Linked DNA regions of Xenopus laevis: region 2 is linked to region 1. The links are chromatin contacts, called in public Hi-C maps. All regions are on one chromosome and are shown on one strand. Each heading gives the region's core, a stretch centred on a gene start, on an enhancer-like site or on the middle of the called end of the contact. The rest is flanking DNA. Distances are from core to core; before and after follow the strand shown. Region 1 overlaps mtss1.2.S (protein MTSS 2). Region 2 holds the start of mtss1.2.S (protein MTSS 2).

Evidence for each region. A called contact is a pair of places that touch in the nucleus more often than the background predicts.
Region 2: a Hi-C map of the XL177 cell line shows a contact between it and region 1, with 2.4 times the contacts expected there. The contact joins the promoter of mtss1.2.S here to the enhancer-like site in region 1. A contact is called at or near these places in 2 of 4 Hi-C or Micro-C datasets (the XL177 cell line and the XTC cell line).

The regions. Positions count from the first base shown.
Region 1 is chr9_10S:38,105,813-38,111,200 of Xenopus_laevis_v10.1, forward strand. It overlaps mtss1.2.S (protein MTSS 2), which reads right to left. Exons shown (of 14, transcript XM_041578976.1): 7 at 2,996-3,153; 8 at 1,645-1,752; 9 at 1,272-1,369; 10 at 22-133. Among protein-coding and RNA genes, the nearest start is that of LOC121398781, 20 kb to the left of the region's middle. Within about 2 kb of position 3,114, at least 1 of the 7 cell types and tissues checked has an H3K27ac peak or open chromatin away from gene starts, as enhancers often do.
Region 2 is chr9_10S:38,160,985-38,166,388 of Xenopus_laevis_v10.1, forward strand. mtss1.2.S (protein MTSS 2) reads right to left here and starts at 3,750. Exons shown (of 14, transcript XM_041578976.1): 1 at 3,669-3,750.

The sequences.
Region 1 (5,388 bases), core at 1,864-4,363:
GTTAATTGGAGTAGTACATACCTGGAACATGCATTCAAGCATTAAGGTAGAGGGGGGCCGAATGTGCAGTGCTTCCATAGAGCTTGAGATGGAGTCCATAGAGGGAACGTGACGCATGGATCCATGCAGATAGCTGCAGCCAATGGAATGGGAACGGTTATATATTTGTTTTATCTGTACAAGCTTTAACCCTGCATATCTGGTTGCCAGAGTCTTACTGACCTATGCATATTACACACAATACCCTGTGGGAGAGGGTTAAAGAGAGTCAGAAATCCCAAATGCCCAAGCTGCTAGTGCCCTTTGTAATGCAAAATAAGTCTATTCCTAAGAAATATTGTATGTGCTATAACTTGACCTTTAAACATTTGGGATTTCATTAATATGTTATATAAAGTTTGTCTCTGGAAGGATGGAAATGACACACAAACCTCTACAGGAAAGAGACAGCAGCCCCCCACCAATGGGGACAAAGTAACCAGATAGCAAACACTTGTGCACCAACAATGCTGATCTGCAGTTACCTCCCTTTGATTGGGGCAATTTGTAGAGAGTAGGGGAGTGGGGGGCTCTGAGTAGAATGGGGGGGGGGTAGAGACTTTCATAATACTAAATGGCAGCTTTGTGCAAGGGCAGCACTAATGTAACTTGATCCTGTGACAATTGGGGCTGGCAAACAGTGGATAGTGCTGGAAATCCTGCCCTGCCATTGCTGGAAAGATAAATGTCCACTAGGTGGAAGTCTTCTCTTATTTTATTCCCTCTCTGGCCAGCACTCGGTAAATTGTATCCCAGAATCACAGAAATCCATGCAGCACTCTCAAATAGCTGCTCTGTGCAATGCCAGCTAGGACTGCAGAAGCCACTATAGGAAGCTTATACACTGTAACATGTACAATGAGCAACAAATACTACAAACGCTCAGCCTATGGGATGCTGGAGGGCCCCAGGGAGAACATGCAATGCTGGGGGCCTGGAATCAATTCCCCTGCTGCCCTAGTCAAAAACAAATCCTGCTTTTTACTATGTAATGTTTCTGTGCTACTGAACACAGTGGGGGTCATTTATCAACATTGGACAAATTTGCCTGTGGGCGGATACCCATGGCAACCAATCAAATTGTTGCATTCATTGTTCTACCTGCAGCTTCCTGAAAAAAGCCAAGCACTGATTGGTTGCTATGGACTATTACTGCCCATGGGCAAATGAATGCCAGTGAGTAGAAGGCCTCATGGCAGCATATAAATACCCCAGGGAAGGGGGGTGCTTACCTGTTGGTGCTGGCTTTCCGTGACAGTGTTCCACTTGGTGAGCCGGGCGGGGTCTGGTAGGTGAAATTGTAATCGGAGTTCTTGAGATCGTGTATCACCTGCACAGAGACAATCACAGAGGCTCAGTCCCTTCCCACGGTTCTTGGGTTATGGTAGGACACAGGCTGGCTACCAAACCTGCATCCTTCTAGCCAACAGCCGGCACACCATATCCATGAATGGGCTAACAAGGTGCACAGGAATATTTGCCCCTTTCCCAAAGTGAATGGCACATTTTCCCTGGCTTCCCAAGGAAAGAAACGCATTAGCATTTATATATTCACTGGAAGCAGATAAGGGGTTAACCACAAGCCAAATCTGGTTTGATACCCACCTGTTCACTCATAGGAGGCAACTTGCTGGGTTCTACAGTCAGACTGCTCAGGTCTTCCAGGATGGTCTGTAGGTGCGTGATTTCCCCCAGCATCCCAATCTCCTCGTCCTGTCAGGAAAAGAAGCAGAACAGGTCGGCCCAACAGTCACCAATCAAAACAGCAAATGTTGTACCCTCATACTGTACAGTCTAAGGGAAACAATACTGTAAATATATATATCAAGAGAAATAGGCATGAGGGTAAATGAGCAATGTGGGTAAATAAGAGCAATCACACATAAAAGATGCCTCATGATTTGGTAGAACCAGCAGCCACTGGGAACCACCAGCCAGACCTCCCTATCCACATACTGAGAGATGGGGTCGCCTGCACAAACAATGACTGCTCAGTCTTGGGACAGTGTTAGGGTTTAAGCACACGGGCAGATTTGGGGAGATTTAGTCGCCTGGCAACTAATCGGCTCTTCTGCAGGGCAACAATATCCATGAACTGCCTTCCCTGCCACCTGCTATAATGACAAAAAGCCAGCGCCAAAGCACTCGCGGGGCTTAGATTTCCGAAGTCGCCCGAAGTTTCCTTGTATTGTTGCTGGCGTTTTGGCATTATAGCAGACGGCAGGCACAGGGAAGGCAGTTTGGGGAGATTGTCTCCCTGCAGAAGAGCTGATTAGTCGCCAGGCGATTAAATCTCCCTGAATCTGTCCGTGTGCTAGCTCCCTCAGGTGCCATGTTTGTGAGCTTGTTAGCAAGGAGATTCAATCGGCGCCTCCCTTGTGCTGATTGGCTGAAGATCTTAGGAATACCAACAAGAAAACACATGCTGAGCTGGAATGGACTGTTGTACATCTGACACCCACATATAAAAAATGTATTCCAGCACAGATATTTCCCTGTACAAAGCACAATTCAGCAGGAACAGGCCCTTAAGTTTGTTCATACCCTGTATAGAGAGATGCTATAATAAAACTATGCCAGTATAGGTACTTTCTACCGATGTGTGGGTTGAGAAAAACCCATAGACTTCATTATAAACAATCCAAATTTTTAAAAATGATTTCCTTTTTCTCTGTAATAATAAAACAGTAACTTGTACTTGATCCAAACTAAGATATAATTAATCCTTATTGGAAGCAAAACCAACCTATTGGGTTAATTTAATGTTTACATGATTTTCTAGTAGACTTAAGGTATGAAGTTCCAAATTACAGAAAGATCTGTTATCCGGAAAACCCCAGGTCCCGAGCATTCTGGATAACAGGTCCCATACCTGTCGAAGCACAATTCAGCAAGACACTGAAGAGAATATGGCTGCAGTATGGCAGCGTTACCAGGATGTAGGTTAATAACATACCAGAACAGGTTTGAGGAAGGACACAAACATGCAGAATCGACCCCGCTCCTCCACGAGTGCCCTGTACACTGCCTTCTTCTCCGTCTCCTCCAGGAGCACATACTTGTCACTGACATCCTGAAGGGCACTGTCCAGCTGCACCCGGGCATCGTCTTTACCTGCACACAAGGGAATGGGTCAGACTCTGTCAGCCGCAGGGCACCTCAAGGTCCAATGCTTAAAGGAATTGTTCAATATAAAAACTGGGTAAATAAATAGGCTGTGCAAAATAAAACATGTTTCTAATATAGATAGCCAAAAATGTAATGTATAAAGGCCGGGGTGACTGGATGTCTAACATAACAGCCAGAACACTACTTCCTGCTTTGCAGCTCTCTTGGTTTCCACTTATTGGTTACCAGGCAGTAACCAATCAGAGACTTAAGGGGGGTCACATGGGTTATATCTGTTGCTTTTGAATCTGAACTGAATGCTAAGGATCAATTGCAAACTCACTGAACAGTTATGTCCCATGTGGCCCCCCTTAAAGTCGCTGACTAACTCAGAGTTAGAGAGCTGAAAAGCAGGAAGTAGTGCTCTGTTCTGTTCGCCATCCAGTCATTCCAGCCTTTATACATTCCATTTTTGGCTAACTAACTATATTCGAAAAACATTTTTCAAAAACATCTATTTACCCAGTTTTTATTTTTACACTGAACTTGCAGCCCCCATTAATATCACACTCTTAGAATGCCAGGAAGACCCCTGTAACATATTACTATGAATACTGTGCCCCTGCAACATTATACCCCACAGAAGAGTGGGAGCTGCCATGTTAGTTGATTTTGCTGAAGCATTCTTTATAGACTGCAGTCTTCTTCTCAGCATGGCAGCTCCCAAATACTGTATAAAGCCAAATATGAAGAGACCAGGCACAGGGTAAAAACTAGAGAAAGCCTGGGAGTTGGCCATGGTTGGAATTGCTCCTTGGATGGGGGGGGGGGTTTAGAAATTAACTAACTCTCACGAGCCCCACACTCACCCATAGTGTCGATAAGCAACAAACCAGCATTTGTGCTCACTAACTACAGGCAGAAAGGGTTTGAATGAACACTACAGAAACCCTGGACGCAACAGTCTGAGGCACAGTTCTTGTGCAACTGCCTTTTTTTCCATTGCGGCAGAAAAGCAGATTATTGATAAAGATATAAAGCAATTTGGCTTTGGCACATCGGCTGCTTCCTGGTGACTAATTTTGGGGTTTATCTTGGCCATGGTGTGAAAGGAAGCGAGTCATACACAATGCTACCCTAGGAAATGTGACAGTTCCGGGCTGGGTTCTGATATGAGGAAGTGAGCGCTCCTTTACTGTGAAACATGGACTAGATGCCAAACATTTGTGGATAAGAACCCTCTCCACTTGGGTCAGTCTAATGCCTCAGATAGCAGCTTAGCCTTACTAATAAGGGCAGTGACACACGCTCAGATTCGGGGAGACAAATCTGTTCTTCATCAGGGCGACTAATCTCTCTGAGCTGCTTCACGTCGACTAGAATGTAAATCACCACCGGGAAGGCAATCAGTGCGCTTCGTTTTCCGACGTTTTGCCTGACGAGGAAACGTTGGGGCGATCCGAGTGCCATCCCACTGCCGATTTAGATTCTAGCAGGCAGGAGGCAGTTCGGGGAGATTAGTCGCCCCGAAGAAGAGGAGATTTATCTTTGGGCAACAAAATCTCCCTGAATCTGAGAGTGTGTCTCTGCCCTAACAGTATATTCTCTATTAAATCCTCCAAAATAGCACAAATCAGCGTGATGCCGATTAGACTAATGGAAGACACAGTTCTGCTCCTTTATCAAGAAAGATATAGTTGTGGAAGGATGCTTTACATGGAGATGCATGAGTGACTGTATATAGCCCCAGAATGCTGGGGGAATGGATGTATTTAGGGAAGACGTGAGTCAGGAGGGAGGGAAAGTGTCTGGTATTGATTTCATTGAGCACTGAAGGGCTCGCCTGGCTGCACTGTTGGGAAGGAGGGCTGGACAGGAAGTGGCTACTGGTTGGCTGGAGCAGCCCTAGAGGATAACAGGCTGTACATTCATGGGCAGAGAAAGGCAGCCAAGGTAGCTGTGTTTACAGGGATTTGCTTTCAGACACAAACAGGGGAATTCTGTCAGATGGTTTCTCCCCCTCTAACCACCCCTTTATTGAAATGGGAAACACATAAATCTGTATGCAAGTACTGAAGCCCACCCTTGTACTAGTTGGCAGGAGCCACGGGAATGGCAAGGAAAATCCAGGGCATTCACAAAAGCCTCATTCAGGATAGGAAGCCATGAGCTCACCCCCAGGCATCACTGCCAGCACGTTCCACAAATCCATCTCCACTAGAGAGAAAAGCCCAGGGAAAC
Region 2 (5,404 bases), core at 2,500-4,999, 56 kb after region 1:
GGAAGTTTTCCTGGTCATGGAGCACATACGTGGAGGAAGCCTGCTGGATGCTATTACTAAAGGTCCTCTGAGAATGGACACGCTCATGTAAGTGCCATTGTGAGAGCAGTGACTGGGTTTGGAGTGTCATAAGAGATTAAATAAATACATCAAAAGGCAAATAGCCGTTTGTGCAGAATTGTGCTCTCTGAGCTAATGATGTGCCCCTCCACTATCACTGCATTTGAAATGTGAAAAAAGGGAAGTGCATGGGTTAAGGGGGGCTGCATCGGTTCTACCGCCCCTTAGGCATCATGTTTGAAAATCCTTTTCATAAGTAGGGGAGTAAGAACATAAATGGTGTTCAATCAGTCTGATAACATTTATGATGCTTTTCTCTTAAACAGCTGTTATGCAGCAGAGATGGTATGCGGCCTGCAACATCTTCATGCAAAGGGCATCGTTCATCGGTAAGTAAAACTTCTATGGGACAGGCAATACATTCATTCATTGATTTAATGTTACAGGGCAACCCCTTTGAAATAAAAAAATAACAAAAGTGGTATAAAGGTGATACCTTTATTGGCTAACTAATATAATCATAGCAAGCGTTCAGAACATTTTAGTTCCTTTTTTTAAGTGGATTACACTGAAGCTGTGGTGTTCTCTGGTATATATACAACATTCAGCTCATAATGACCAACAAAAAGGAATAACAATCTATGTGTAAGGTGTCAAAGTCATTTACAAGGGAATCTGCAGATAAGGTACAAGATAATGTGGGTCAAAGAGGCTGAGTATAAATTAGGGCTGAATTATTGGAGTGTAGAATCAAAGGAATTCCATATGACCTCTTAGTCCATATCCAGACATGTTGGTATTTCTGACCTGGTGCAGTCCTTTCTTAGTCCACATAATTAGCCATAAATCCAAGGCCCAGGTTTAGTCCATTCTTCAGAGAATTGAAAGTTTCCATTAATTTGTATTCCCACTCTTTTCTTTCATTATCTGTTTTAAAATTGCCCTTAAGAACCAAAATTCAAGATTTAACAAATTTATTGCGAAGCTGCTTTTGGTCATCTACTGATATTAAGATCCCTTTAAATTAGGGATGCACCGAATCCAGGATCTGCATATGCAAATTAGGGGCGGGAGGGAAATTGCGTGGCTTTTTGTCAGAAAACAAGGAAGTAAATAAGGTTTCCCCTTCGGGGGAGAAACGGATTCGGTTCGGTATTCGGCCGAATCTTTCGGTGCATCCCTACTTTAAATGCCATAACAAAGACTTGGAGCCTCAGGCTTTACCAGTTGTACAAGGTATTTTATAAGTAGTTATAGTTAACACTGAAACCTATTCAGTTCTGTTGTTACTTTAGGGAATATTATCACCAATATAATGATAGTAACCCTTTACCCATTCTTATATTTACAGGGATATCAAACCGGTGAATGTACTTATGACTGGAAAGGACCATATCAAAATCATTGACTTTGGCATCGCAGCTGAAAACCTGTTTGGACAGAGTACCACCTCTTGCTCACATGGAACTGATTTGTACTTGGCTCCAGAGGTAAGGGATTCAGCAAAATATCAAAGAATTTCTATATAATGTACCCAAAGTTACAGGCTTGTATCTGAAACTAGTTCTTCCTTTATTACAGACAGGAGGTTGTTGGTAAATGTACAACTAAATACAGCAAAACCCTTGTATGCCACATGCACACATAGAGAATGATTTCATTACATAGGGGCAGCATACAACATAGACTAACCCAAGCTAACTGATCATTAGTTGCTATGGGTTACTAAAATATTGTTTCCCCGCAATCACATTAAATTGCAAACACATTTACATGCAAAGATGTTTGGACTCCTTTATAAATCCCTGGACACAGTGCAAAGTGCATGACTAGGCATTTGTATCTAGTGAGGCAACTATTTCCACTCTTAGAAAGGAAAAGCAAAGAGTTGCACCTCACTCTTTAAGTGCCTTTGCCTGTACAGTATGGTCAGTAAGTGGGTGGCACATAGGAGTCCCCTGGAACATCCCTAGATCCTGCAGATGAACGCCCATTGAACATGGGAAGTCAGTGAGAAATGATTATGTTTGACAACTAATCTCTTCTTTCTTTGTAAGGTGCTGATGAAGAAGACCTACGATGCAGGGATGGACTGGTGGGCTTTAGGCCATACACTATTTTCATTGGTCACTTGCAGAATGCCATTTTATAGTGGAGCTGATAAGGAACAACGGATCAACTCCATCCTGCATGACCCACCAGCCTTTCCTATGTGTATGAACAGTAGACTAAAGGATCTACTGCAAAAGGTGGGTATGAGCACTTACACAGAGGAGCTCAAATAAAGTAATGGCAACTTCTGGAGGGTCACAGGCAGCTCACAGGCCCCCAATATTAGTTTTAAGTTGTTAAGTTTTTTTACATGTCCACTGAATGTCCAATGCTGCACTTTCTAGCTATAATATAATTATACTGGCCGTGTCACAGCAATTACAGTGTTAGAATATGGAGCAGTATTTTCAGGCATTATATGTAGGGGGGGGGGGTGCTAGGAGTAAAAGGAGGCCCAGGAGCAGGTTCACTCTATGAACACAAAATTGTAGGTCACTTTTGATTTTCTGGAGGTGAGGTGTCCTGGAAAAAAATGTATGTGGGGGGCAGGTCTCTATAAGGTTGTAACCACTGCATCTGCCCTTGAGCAAGATATCATGTTCCACATTGCCCTTGCTCCACAGAATATCTTTATTTATATAATCCCGCTGTCAGGCCTGGCCATATAGAACAAATGCATCATTATACCTCTAGGAGGGGGCATGTTTGTGAATAATTTAAATGACTGTTAATGTCTTTCCTTATAGCTCCTAGAGAAGGACCCTGAAAAGCGTCTTGGGGTCCATGGCAACATCAGAGAGCATCCTCTGTTCAGAAACATCGACTGGACAGCAGTGGAAAGCCAAAAGTTATAAACTGTAAGTAATAATTTGCCTAAAATGGGCATCTAAGTGTCTGTTAAAATTGCCAAGATAAAAATAACCAAACACAGTAGCAGGATTTCAAAAGGAAAATCATCCATGAGACAAAAAAGGAAATGTATATGGTCCATTTATAAATGCAGCACTAGCACTTTGCACACTAGTCGATGCAAATGATCATGCTCTTGCACCCAGAATCAGGTCTGTTAATTACAAAACATGCAAGGTATTGTGGGAAGTTGAGTCTTGTCTGGAGGAGATCTGACTACTGAAGACAGATAAAGGAAAGGAAGAAAAGAGACAATCATTATCAACAGTAATGTATAATGGAAATTTGCTTAGAATTCCATGTTTTTACATTATATAAAAAATTTTTCATTGTTTGTCTGGATATCCATTTAAACCAAATAAGCACATATCAGTCCATGAGTCCACTAGCCAATACACTGCACATATCTGCTAATGAGCCATGTAGCACCTGTCTGCATTACTATTGCCTATGTTTTTTTTACTAACATTGAAATGTTACAATCCAAATAAAATAATGCTGCCCTTTTCAGTCATCAGCATCAGGAGTCAATGTCCTTCTTGAAGGAACTGAAGGCCAACATCGGTTCAGGCGTCATCAAAAGCCTTCAAGAATTTTTCTATGTGAGCAACAGCTGGTTGTCATGTGCTTCAAACACCTGGCCTTACCTTCAGCTCAGATGCATGCCCTTCTACTGGATCTGTATCAGGCCCATACCATCAGCAGCTCAACCACCGACTGCAAACGAAACAGAGCTACAAGCAACATCATCATGTCACCAACATTGCCAAGCACTCCACCTCCAGCCCTCCTGTTGGATCCTGCTCTCTCTCTTCGGCTGAAGAGAGATTTGTAAATAGTTTATATGTTAAGTTAAAGTTCGATTTTAGAAAGTAAGGATAAGATACTTTATATTATAATAAACATCAGCACATCCAGGGACTTGTCCGACTGCCAGATTTGGAGTCAGGAAGGAATTTTTTTCCCCCATTCTCCGGCTGGAGCAATGGGGGTTTTTTTGCCTTCCTCTGGAAACACTAGAAAATAAGATGTAGCATATCATATACATATCCATATAAAGATAGATTAAATATAGGAAATAAAATAGATATTAAGAATACAATTATTTAAACATATAGAATAGAGAATATTATAATAATTAATAACACAAGGATATATATATATATAATTAGGCAGAATAGACAATAAAATGGATAGATAAGAAGATATTAAGGACATACAGACAACAAAAACTAAGCATGGAATTAGTAAATAAATAGTCAATTAAAAGAGAATAAATAGTTACAACAGTAGAACATAACGATAGAAGAAATAGGTCAATAAGATTGTAGCTAATAACAATAAAGTAAATAGATAACAAGCAAAGAGACAAACATAGAATAGATGACATAAAGACAGTGAGACCACAAGGATAGAAGAAATAAACAGGACAATAGCCATTAAACAATTAGTATATAAATAACATAGAAAAAATGTACTTTATTAATATAGATAGACTATGTTTAAAAGACAATAGATATTAGTGATAAAATTAGCAATTAAGTTATATATTCTGTCATAATAATATTGGGAGATAAATAAGGCAGTCAAAAATAAGGATAGAGTTCCTAAAATATTTGAAAAAACATAAGAGTAGAATGTAATAATATATTGGTAATGTACAACAAAAATTAAATAGATAAACATAGAAATGGATAGACTTACAAGATTAAGTATATAGCATATAATTAGGATATAATTAAAATGTATATATAATATTAATGATAATAGAATATATATAATTGATAATAAACAGTAGAATATTATAAGAGCAGAAGACTTGAATAAATTGATAACATAGAATAGATGACATATGACAGTAAAACTACAGGGATAGAAGAAATAAACAGGACAGTAAACATTAAACAATAAGTATACAGTATAAATAATATAGAATAGAAACTAGTGATAGAATGAGCAATTAAGTTATTCTGTCATAATATTAGAAGATAAATAAGCTAGTCAATAATAAGAGTTGCTAAAAAATTAGTAGAACATAAATATGAGTAGAATGTAATAATAAATTGCCAATATAGAGCAAAAATTAAATAGATAAACATAGATATGGATATACTTACAACATAAACTATATAGCAAATAATAAAGATATAATTAAAATCTATATATAATATTAATGATAATGTAATTGATATAATTGATAATAAGCAGTAGAATAAAATAAGAGTAGAAGACTAGAGTAAATTGATAAAATAGAATATAAAATATGAATTAGACATATAATGATAAGGATAGAATAAACCATAGAAGATAGCACTAAATTAGATCTAATTACGATAAATAGGTTAGGGACCTGCTCGCAGAGCCTACCTTGACGTGGTGGCAG